2 separate regions of the Muntiacus reevesi genome follow, and region 1 is linked to region 2. A link is a contact called in public Hi-C data. All regions are on one chromosome and are shown on one strand. The core of a region is the stretch at or near the end of the contact, and the rest is flanking DNA. Distances in the headings are between cores, read along the strand shown. Region 1 holds the start of CCNG1 (cyclin G1). Region 2 holds the start of SLU7 (SLU7 homolog, splicing factor).

Evidence for each region. Hi-C and Micro-C count contacts between places; a contact is called where the count stands out from the background.
Region 1: a Hi-C map of muscle shows a contact between it and region 2, with 8 times the contacts expected there. The contact joins the promoter of CCNG1 here to the promoter of SLU7 in region 2. A contact is called at or near these places in 2 of 3 Hi-C or Micro-C datasets (blood and muscle).

Annotation. Positions count from the first base shown.
Region 1 is chr1:252,103,982-252,109,208 of mMunRee1.1, reverse strand. It overlaps CCNG1 (cyclin G1), which reads right to left and starts at 1,879. Exons shown (of 7, transcript XM_065919038.1): 1 at 1,655-1,879; 2 at 163-426. The coding sequence starts at 426.
Region 2 is chr1:249,194,405-249,199,689 of mMunRee1.1, reverse strand. It overlaps SLU7 (SLU7 homolog, splicing factor), which reads left to right and starts at 1,836. Exons shown (of 16, transcript XM_065919036.1): 1 at 1,836-1,948; 2 at 4,789-4,972. The coding sequence starts at 4,803.

The DNA of each region.
Region 1 (5,227 bases), core at 630-3,129, 2.9 Mb before region 2:
TCAATGCTATAGTACACAGAATTACCAAAACATTTTGGTTACTTGCTGAAAACACACAAAGAAATGGTCGTTATGAATACCAGCCCAAAGCTGGCAATACCATCTCCAAAACACATTAAGCAAAATCACGAAATACTCAGGGTAATGTAGCTTTAAACGTACCTTCATTTTAGACAGGAATCTGTCCAGTAAATTCACAGCTAGAGAAAATGTCTCCGTGTCAAATCCAAAGAACTGAGTTAGACTAAGAAGATCTTTTACTTCAAAGTCCCTCAGTCTTGCAGTCATCCTAAGGCCATTATCATGTGCAGATTCAATTAGTCTCAAGCCGCAGACCTTTGGCTGACATCTCAACTCCTGTTCCAACAGGGCATTCAGCTGGTGTAGCAGTTTCTGAGAGTCAGTTGTTGTCAGTACCTCTATCATCTATATATAGAACAAAGCCCAGAAAGGAGTGAAAGAACAGCCCTTCCTGTCCTGCCAGGTGCCTTACAACACAGCCTCCCCTCTCTCAATGCTGTTAGTGAATCTCAGTCATTGTCAAGGGCCATCTGTTATTCTCCCCCTCCCCAACCAGTTGGTTACATCCATCCTAAATTGTGACTTCCTAGAGGGCCTTTAAAAAAAAAATGCTAATCTTCATGCCCAAACTTTGAAATGAAATGGTAGTATGTATTCTGCCACTAAGTAACAATGTGAACTATTCAAGTTAGTCAATTTTTCTTAGTCCTCAGTTCCTAATCTGTTAATAGGTTATTACCCATTTCATAGACTTATGTGAAATAAAGGTAAAGAATCTGCTTGCTATGCAGGAGAAACGAGTACGATCCCTGGGTTGGGAAGATCCTGTGGAGAAGGGAATGGCTACCCACTACAGTATTCTTGCCTGGAGAATTCTGTAACACCCGAGCCTGGAGGGCGACAGTCCACAGGGTCGCAAAGAACTGGAAACGACTGAGTGACTAACACTTTCAGTTTCAGGAGCTCAGGTATATAGCACATACAATAGGTGCCTAATAAACACCTGGACAATATTAATGAGCTTATTTATAGTCTGTAAAACGAGGCAATATCTGCCTCTCTAAATGTCTGTTAAGATTAAACAAGATGATTCAACTAGAGTTCAGCATAGTGCTTGGCACTCAGTGCTCAGCAACTGTTAACTTTTATTGATGTTACGAAAGGAAACTCAGGTGTTAAGAGCACCGGCAGTGGGGCAGGAGGCTAATCCATCCTGCAAGAGAAACCTGGGAGTTTCATTAATTTAGGGCAATAATGAACGCCTACTATGCCCCAGGCACGGATACATGGACAGTCCCTCCCCCCAACAACCAAAAGGCAGGAAGCAGAGCATCTTCAGGGCTGAGCGACGGAAGAGGTGGACAGATGCGGAATCACAATCTTCAGGGATCCAACTCTTTCGCCCCCGGGCTGGTGCCTGGGACCACGCCAACTTGACAATAAGACGGCTCGGGAGGTCTGATCTGGCCCCGCCCCTCCAGGCTCGGACTAGCCTGAACTTGTTGCTCGGTCTAGAGTTAACCGAGGAAAAGGGCGCGAGACGAACCCTCCACCCCGTCCCCTTACCCTACCCCGCGCCCCCAACCCTGCTCCGTACCTGCACCCTGCAGTCAACCCCGAAATCCTAGCTCACCTTGATCGTGACTGCAGCTCCTCAGCGGTAACCACCCTCCCCGGGCCTGCTCTCACCTCACCCCACGATATTAGATCCGAGAGGCCTACGAGGGAGAGGACTCGCGGGCAAGAGGGGACAGGCCCGGGGAGGGGGAGCCGTCTTGGGTGGGGGTCTCTGCAGCGCCGCCGAGACGACACTGCCCTTCTCCGGGTCAGTTCGGAGCCGAAGGGGCCGCGCCTGGCCTTCCGAGTATTATATTGGAGGGCGGGGCTTTCTCGCTGCGATGGGAGGGGGAAGTGGGAAGCATTTCCCCGCTAATTGGTGTAAGTCTTTTGATGGATGGCTCCTGCTGTCCAAAGAGGGCCGGTGCGTAGAGGGAAGATGTCCGGCCAATCAGCACACGCTTTTCATTATCCCCGGAGTCAAATTCTCCGCCCCTTGAGACCACGCCCCTGCCTTTAAGCGTCTCTCATTGGAGGATTTCCCCAAGTGTCTTCGCTGAAGAGGGGGAGTTAAACGCTGCGTTCACTAACCCAGGCCCGGGTAAGGCCTCTGTTGGCAGAAGGATTGGCCAGAATGTCGTTCCAGAATGTACTGGGAGTTTTCATTCTGTTCCGTTTAGTAGAGTGGTTCTGCTGTCTTTGTAAAAACACAGTGGCTAGTTCTAACAAAAAAGTGAAGCCCCTATTTTTCATTACAGATGGAGAGGTGGTGGGTTTTCTGTGGTGTGGTTTATTAAGTTTCTAGAAGTTTCCCCATGTGCGCTTTGGAAATCACTGGTTCCTTGCCTTATTTTGCTTTTTGTAAAATTTAATCAAAGAGTGGAGTTGGGCTACGTAGGTTCTTGGTCTTCCTCCAATCTCCTGAATTTGAATTGTGAACAAATTAGAAAAGTTGGTAGTTCTTTAGGGGCTTAAAACAAAAGGTATGTGGTTGACCCTTAAGAGGAATAAGTAGACAAGAATGATTGCAGTGATTAAAAATCTGAGTCCACAGATCTCGTGTGTGAAGCGACATTCGTCTTTTTATTTACTGGCCATGAACTTAATTTCTGCTTTTGAGCCTCTGCCGTGTAAGTGGGAAAATAATTAGCTTGAAGCGTTCCTGGACTCTTTCCCTCCTTTTTCCCCTGTTCTCACAAATGCGAAGGGTCTGCATTAAAAAGGGGTTGAGGATTGGAGAAGGAGGAGTTGGTTATCATTTCTCACGGACTGTATGTACTTTGATATCTGTTCCCATGGCCTCTTCCTGTTAGTGGCTACCTGGGCTTTGAAAAAATGAGATTCTGAAAGGACATGTCTGTTGTTTACCCTGCCAGATGCTTCCCCGAGGCAAATGACGCAGAACCAAGCCTTGAAACGGGGGCAGAGTTGTGAGGAGAAAAAGGTAGGGAAAACCGGGGAGAAAAAGTTAATGCCTCAAAAATATGATCTCTAAAGCGTCACTGGGTCCGTTCCTCAAAGCTCCACTTTGTCAAAGCTCCGTTTGTCAAAGCTCCGACCAATGAAGGGTTCTTGGTCCTCCTTGAAAATAAACTCATGTAATGAGTATAAAAAGGCAATTTAAAACATTTTAAAAATTCTTTTTACGGTAATGCGTGAGTTTACAAATGTACATATTTCTGCTTTAGTAACAAAGGAACAAATTAGGAACCAAATTAGGAGTATAGGTATATACATATGCACTTTTCCACTATTTATTGAAGATGTATTGTATGCCCGTGGAGGATGGGATATACTAGTTCCTGTCATTGTGGCACGTGTAGTTTTGTGGGTAATATAAAGCGATGTTCTTTGAAGTCACAGATTACTAACTAGGTTTTAGACTTTTAGCAACTTTTTAATCACATTAAGTTTCCATTGTCGTTTCTTAAAAAAATAGGAACTAAATGCACTTTATTCATAGTGTTATCGGGAGGATTAAATAATACAAAGTACATAAAGAGGTAGGCATTATGCCCAGAGCACAGTAAGTACTTGATAAATAGTATCCTTTATTGCTAACATTTCTTTTGAAATGTTGTGCTTAAAGATGTATTTCACTCTGTTTTATCTATTTTAGCCTTAGTCTTCTAGAATCAGAGTATTAGAATTGTTTGTTATTGTTGTTGTTTAGTCGCTAAGTCATGTCTGACTCTTTGCAAACCCGTGGACTGTAACCCACCAGGCTCCTCTATCCATGGGATTCTCTTGGCAAAAATACTGGAGTGGGTTGCCATTACTTTCTCCAGTAGAATTGTTTACTTAACACTAATATAAGTATCTAAAGTGCATGTGTTAATTTCTATGCCTTTTATACTTAAAACTTTCACAGTAGCCTTAGGTAATCTATCACTGTTTATGTAATAAAAATGTTTCTCTTACATTATGATCTTATTATTACTTTTTATTAAAACCTGAAATTCCCTGTATGAAAAAAAACTGTTTCAGTAGTACTGAAGAAGCACTGATTAAATAGAAATCAAATCAAATGAACATTTTTTACATTTTCTCCTAACCTCTCACCTCCACCATCATTTATATTCCATAATATTAGAATACAGACTGTCATTTAAATAACTTAAAAGTTCTAATTAGCAAAATGTGCAAATGTAAGACAGTTGTGTCCTACTGTAAAAGAAAAAAAATGAGCCTTTTGTTAACTGTGATTTTATTTTTAAAGACTGGTAGGTTGAGTGATGAGTCTGTCAGGAATCTTTCAAAGGACTGACTTCCAGGCTATTTTCTAGGCTCAGTGATATATTCAGCTGTCAGTATCATGCTTTCTTCTCCATGACCAGTTAAGTGCAGCAAGAACTGAAGCTCAGAATAATGACCTTAAAGCTGGGCAAGAATCCAATGCAGTAAGAGGAGGATTTTATCATATTCTCTACATTGCAGACTATTGAAGTGCCTTGAGCAGCAAAAAAAAAAAAAATTATAACAAGCAGGTAAACACTGATGGCTTATCAAATGCTGCCCTGGCCGTGGGCACTCCCCCCTTGGTTCTGTTTCTGTCCTGGAGACTGGAGCAATCTTCGCACCGCTCCTTCTGTTGAGGCTCTCTGACACATGTCCAGAACTTTGGAATGTAGGCTTGTCCAACAGCGATGAGGGCAAAAAATATGAGGATCAAAAGGATCACAGCTGAATTGTCTTCCCCTCTACTTCCTGATCCTTCTTGAAACTACTTATTACAGCCCCCTCCACGTATCCAACTGTTCTCTGGTGCATCTGCTCTGTCTTAGAAGAGAACTTGCCAGATCGTGGCTTCATGCGGTCTTCGTTGATCTCTGGGATAGTTTGGGGCTGAGAAATTGTGTATAGTTTGGGTGGTGATGGGAAGGCCGGGAAAAGGATACACAGAAATCAGATTACTATCATTTGTAAGATAGAGTGGAAACCTGCCACATAGCTCAGGAAGCTCAACTTGGGACCCTGTGGTGACCAAGAGGGATGGGGTGAAGGGGGGAGTCAGAGGGAGGTCCAAAGGAGAGGGGATATATGTATACATACAGCTGATTCACTTTGTGTGTGCTCAGTCATATCCGATTCTTTACGACCCTATGGACTGGAGCCCTCCAGGCTCCTCTGCCCATGGGATTCTCCAGGC
Region 2 (5,285 bases), core at 587-3,086:
CAAGTCTGCACAACACTGTCAAAAAATTTCAATCAAGTAAATTTGAAGATCTAATTGGTTTTATTAAATGACTCAAGAATCAGAAGGCCTCCCACTGAGCAATCAGAAGGGTGCTCCAAGGGGTTGTACAAACAGAAGTTTTTAGAGGAAAAACGGTGGGGCATGGGAGCTATTAGTAAAATTTAAAAAAAAGGATTATTTATAGGCCAGAATCTCCTTGGAGGGAAGAAAAGAAGGAACAGCAAGGTTTTCACAGCTAATTGCCTCTTCTTCCACTGAGAGGCAGGGTGGGGGTGAGGAGATAATGGAAAGGGGCCATGTGCCAGATTACTTCTTCAGTAATGACCAGGAAATTCCCAACTGGTTCATTGGATTACATTTCTGGTGATTGAATTTTGAAGTTGTGATTAAGTTAGTTATTAAATATAAATTTTGTATCAAGGGCTTTAGCACAAGTGAAGCCATTTTGGGCCTGTGGCTTTTCTCTTTAACAGCACCTACAGCTTCCAAGTGGGAATTTTTTATCTCCTGAGGTTTTTGGATGCAAAGTTTCTGTCTCCCTAGGTTAAGTCTGCCCTCCTACAACAGGAAGCACTGTTTCCCAAGGTAACTGTAAAATGCCACAACCAATACTTCTGTTTTCTTACTAATGATGCCCCAAACTCACTTTGCTCTGCCCTGGACTGTTACTGGAGATATCCAATTGCTAAACTACCCTCACCTCACAACCGCACCAAGATCCTAATTGATCCCAGTTTATCAAACAGCCTGATTCCTGCTTCCTCAGACCCTCCTCAGAATACTCCAGGAGGGAATCTGAACCTTACAAAAAGTTCTTCCCTCTTGTCCAGCACGTTCCATAATTCCACTGGGAGATGTGTTCCCTGACTTGTGCCTGGTAGTTTTAACTAAACGGACATTAACACTTTCAAACAAATTTCAGGAATTGTATTAAAGAGATACAAATTAAGTATGAGTGATTGATAGACTACTCACTTTCAGACTATTTTCTGACAACTTCCATTCCTTCAACTTTTGCCCTGTAAAATCAAAATGAATATTTACATTCCTATGCTCTATGCACTAAAATTTCTTAATAAGAGTATGATGAGATTCTTTTAGAGGCAAGGATGTCATTTTGACATCTGAAAGGAGCACATATTGTTTTGAAAAATAAAACATTACCAAAACCGATAGGATTTAAAGGGGGGAGGGAGGAAACTGTACTCCAAAATTATTATTTTCCAGTATTTTATTTCCTATTCTTCTTTAAAGGAAGGTTGAGCTATCTATGACATTGTTTTTCCACAATGGAAATCGTTTTACAGTATTTTTTTCCTAATGGTAAAATACAGTATCAACATCAGGGGTGAGGTGTCACAATTGCTGAATTGCCCTATGTCTTCAAAGTACCTAGTACACCCTTCATAGCGGCTTTCTAGAACTGTAAATTACTTAAATAATTCAGTATTTCTCACTCTATATGATGTAAATTCGAGAAGAGGAAGACAATTTTGTGTTTACCTTGTCCCTAACGTGTTACACTACCTGGCTACTAATTAATACTGATTTTAACTGTTTTAACTTCACGCACCTCGTAGCGCTCTAGCGATGCTTACGCTATTGTCTGTTCTCCGTATGAAATTTGTTTTGTTTTATTTTACGTCGTAATACTCGTCGAGTCTAAGAGTTGAAAACTACGGAGCAGAAAAGCACCTCCTCAAACCTAACCCATTCTACTGACCTACTGTAGAGCTAAAGAAAAAGCTCGAGATCTCGCGAGACCAGTTTCGCTTTGGCCCCCCGCCCTGAGGCCCAAGTGCGCATGTGTGGGTCGCCCGGAAAGTGCTGCAGTGGCTGCCGGGAGAGAGAGGAAGTCAGGAAGTAAACATTGGCGATCGTCTTCATTCTTGTCGAACTGTACCAGGGTCAGCAGCGTTGGGACCGGGTAAGGAAATCTTGTGAGAACTTGGAACGAGGAGGAGAGTGAAGGTGGAGAACTCGGGGAAGAGGGCCAGAGGCTCCTAATTCTTAGGAATATCCTCACGGGATTGATGAACGCCCGGTTGAGAAGGGAACGGGGACCGAGAACCAAGGAAGCAGCTGTCCTAGGCCTCAGTAGTGGTATTTGTGCCCAGTCAGACCAGGACTGTGTCTTTAGTGGTTTTTAAAGTAAGAATTAAAAAAAAAAAAATTAAAAAGAAAAAGTAAGAATTATAAGGTGCTGTTGGAGCTGAACTGTGCTTGTAGTTCTTAAGCGCTTGAAATGTTGACCAATCTAAATAGATGTAAAATCCGTATCAGATTTTAAAGAATTGATTTATTTTTTCCTGTGTTGAAATGAAAATGTGTTGGTAATTAGGCAAAATATTGCAAAAAACGAATTTTATCTGTTTCCTTTTGCTTTTTTAATATGCTTACGGAATATTTAAAATGACATATAGGTCTGGTGGTATATTTCTCTTGGACAGCGTTTCATTTGAGGGTTTTCAGCTTGGGTAGTGGGACATGATATGACCAAATCTGTGTTTGAAAAAATAACACTGCAGTGTGGTGAACTGATTGGCAGAAAGCAGAAGAGACTAGTAGGGAAAAGTAATACACTCAGGTTATTGATAGAAGTAGATGAATTCGAGTGATATTCAGAAAATGAAAATAACAGTACTTCATGATGAAATAGGTATGGGAATTAGCTGGAACACTTCTGAAAAGGAATGGATAGTGGTATCTTTCATCAAGAGAGGGAACAGTGGAAGAAGATTAGATTTCATAGAGAAGATTATGAATTTGAATTAAGACTAGTTGAGTTCAGATTTCTTTGAGACATCTAAGTGGAGGTACTTTGAAGTAAGCAATTGGACTGTGTTTATCTGAAGCTCAGAAAAAAGATCTGAAGTAGAGAAATAAATTGGAGAGCCAGCAGTTGTATATCGTGGCTATTGAAACCTTGGAAATAGATGAACTTGTCCTCTGGTGGAGTTTAAAGTGATGAAGGAAGCCTAGAATTGAGCCTTGAGGAGTCCAAAACTAAGTAACTGGGCAGAAGTGGAAGAACTTACGAAGGATACAGGAGGAGCAGTGATAGGGGTACAAAAAAACCCATGGGAATATGATGTCATATCAGCCAAAGGATAAGAATATATCAAAAGAAAAGGGGGAGAAATAGAACTGAACAATGTCCAGAGGACTTACCACATTGCTAACTTAGAGGTATCTTTGGAGCGGGAAGGGGAATGATTGAGAAGGGCAGCAGATAATGTGGAAATAGAGATAATGAATATAGGTGATCTTAAATCATCCGGTTTTTAAGAGGAACAGAGATAGGACCCTGTGTACTCATTAAGGATTAATGTGGTAGAAAAGTTTGAGACACATACGTAGAGAGGAAATCAGGAATATATATATGAAAGAATGAGTCTCATGAAATTTTAAATGCATGTGCATGTCTCTCCACTTAACCAATAGAGTTGAAAGCACAGCTGCAACAGTATATAAAGATTTTAGTGGAGTAGAAAGAGACCTTTCCCTTACAGATGCTTTGAAAGAAAAAGAACATATGATACATTATATATAACCCACAGTATGTGTTATTAGGGTGTACTTTTTTTTTATCATATCATTTTATTTATTGATTCATTTATTTTTATTAGTTGGAGGCTAATTACTTTACAATATTGTAGTGGTTTTTGTCATACATTGACATGAATCAGCCATGGATTTACATGTATTCCTCATCCAGATCCCCCCTCCCACCTCCCTCTCCACCAGATTCCTCTGGGTCTTCCCAGTGTTCCAGGCCCGAGCACTTGTCTCATGCATCCAGCCTGGGCTGGTGATCTGTTTCACCCTAGATAATATACATGTTTCGATGCTGTTCTCTCGAAACATCCCACCCTCGCCTTCTCCCACAGAGTCCAAAATTCTGTTCTGTACATCTGTGGCTCTTTTTCTGTTTTGCATATAGGGTTATCGTTAACCATCTTTCTAAATTCCATATATGTGCATTAGTATATTGTATTGGTCTTTATCTTTCTGGCTTACTTCACTCTGTATAATGGGCTCCAGTTTCATCCATCTCATTAGAACTGATTCAAATGAATTCTTTTTAACAGCTGAGTCATATTCCATGGTGTATATGTACCACAGCTTCCTTATCCATTCGTCTGCTGATGGACATCTAGGTTGCTTCCAAGTCCTGGCTATTATAAATAGTTCCTCAATGAACATTGGGGTGCACATGTCTCTTTCAGATCTGGTTTCCTCAGTGTGTATGCCCAGAAGTGAGATTGCTGGGTCATATGGAAGTTCTAATTCCAGTTTTTTAAGAAATCTCCACACTGTTCTCCATAGCGGCTGTACTAGTTTGCATTCCCACCAACAGTGTAAGAGGGTTCCCTTTTCTTCACACCCTCTCCAGCATTTATGGCTTTTAGACTTTTGGATAGCAGCCATCCTGACTGGTGTGTAATGGTACCTCATTGTGGTTTTGATTTGCATTTCTCTGATAATGAGTGATGTTGAGCATCTTTTCATGTGTTTGTTAGCCATCTGTATGTCTTCTTTGGAGAAATGTCTGTTTAGTTCTTTGGCCCATTTTTTGATTGGGTCATTTATTTTTCTGGAATTGAGCTTCAGGAGTTGCTTGTATATTTTTGAGATTAATCCTTTGTCTGTTGCTTCGTTTGCTATTATTTTCTCCCAATCTGTAGGGTGTACTTTTGATAGTTTCTCTGGTGAATTCAGGAAGGCCTAGTTTATTCTAATAGATATTTTTTCCTTTTCATGCAGGAGGCCAGATAACCATGTCAGCTGCAGCTGTGGATGCAGCTAATGCAGCCCCCTTGTCGGGGTCCAAAGAAATGAGTTTGGAGGAACCAAAGAAGATGACTAGAGAGGACTGGAGAAAGAAGAAGGAGCTTGAAGAACAGCGAAAATTGGGTAATGCCCCTGCAGAAGTTGATGAAGAAGGAAAGTGAGTACTTAAATTTTTTTGCAAGATCTGTTCATTCAGAATTCAAATTCATGTCTACTTAGTCTACCTATTTCTCATCCTTTGCTTTGACCAGAAACCATCTTTACCATTTCCATCATTTTTGTTTTCATTTATTGTATCAAACTCATATGTATAAAGTTTAATAAATAATAACAAAGGACTTGTAATGATAACTATAGTCCTTTTTAGTTCTTCCCACTCCCTGTCCTACTGTACACAAGTGACTACAGCTGACGTTGAACAACACAGATTTGAACTGTGTTGGTCCACTTATACTCATATTTTTCTCAGT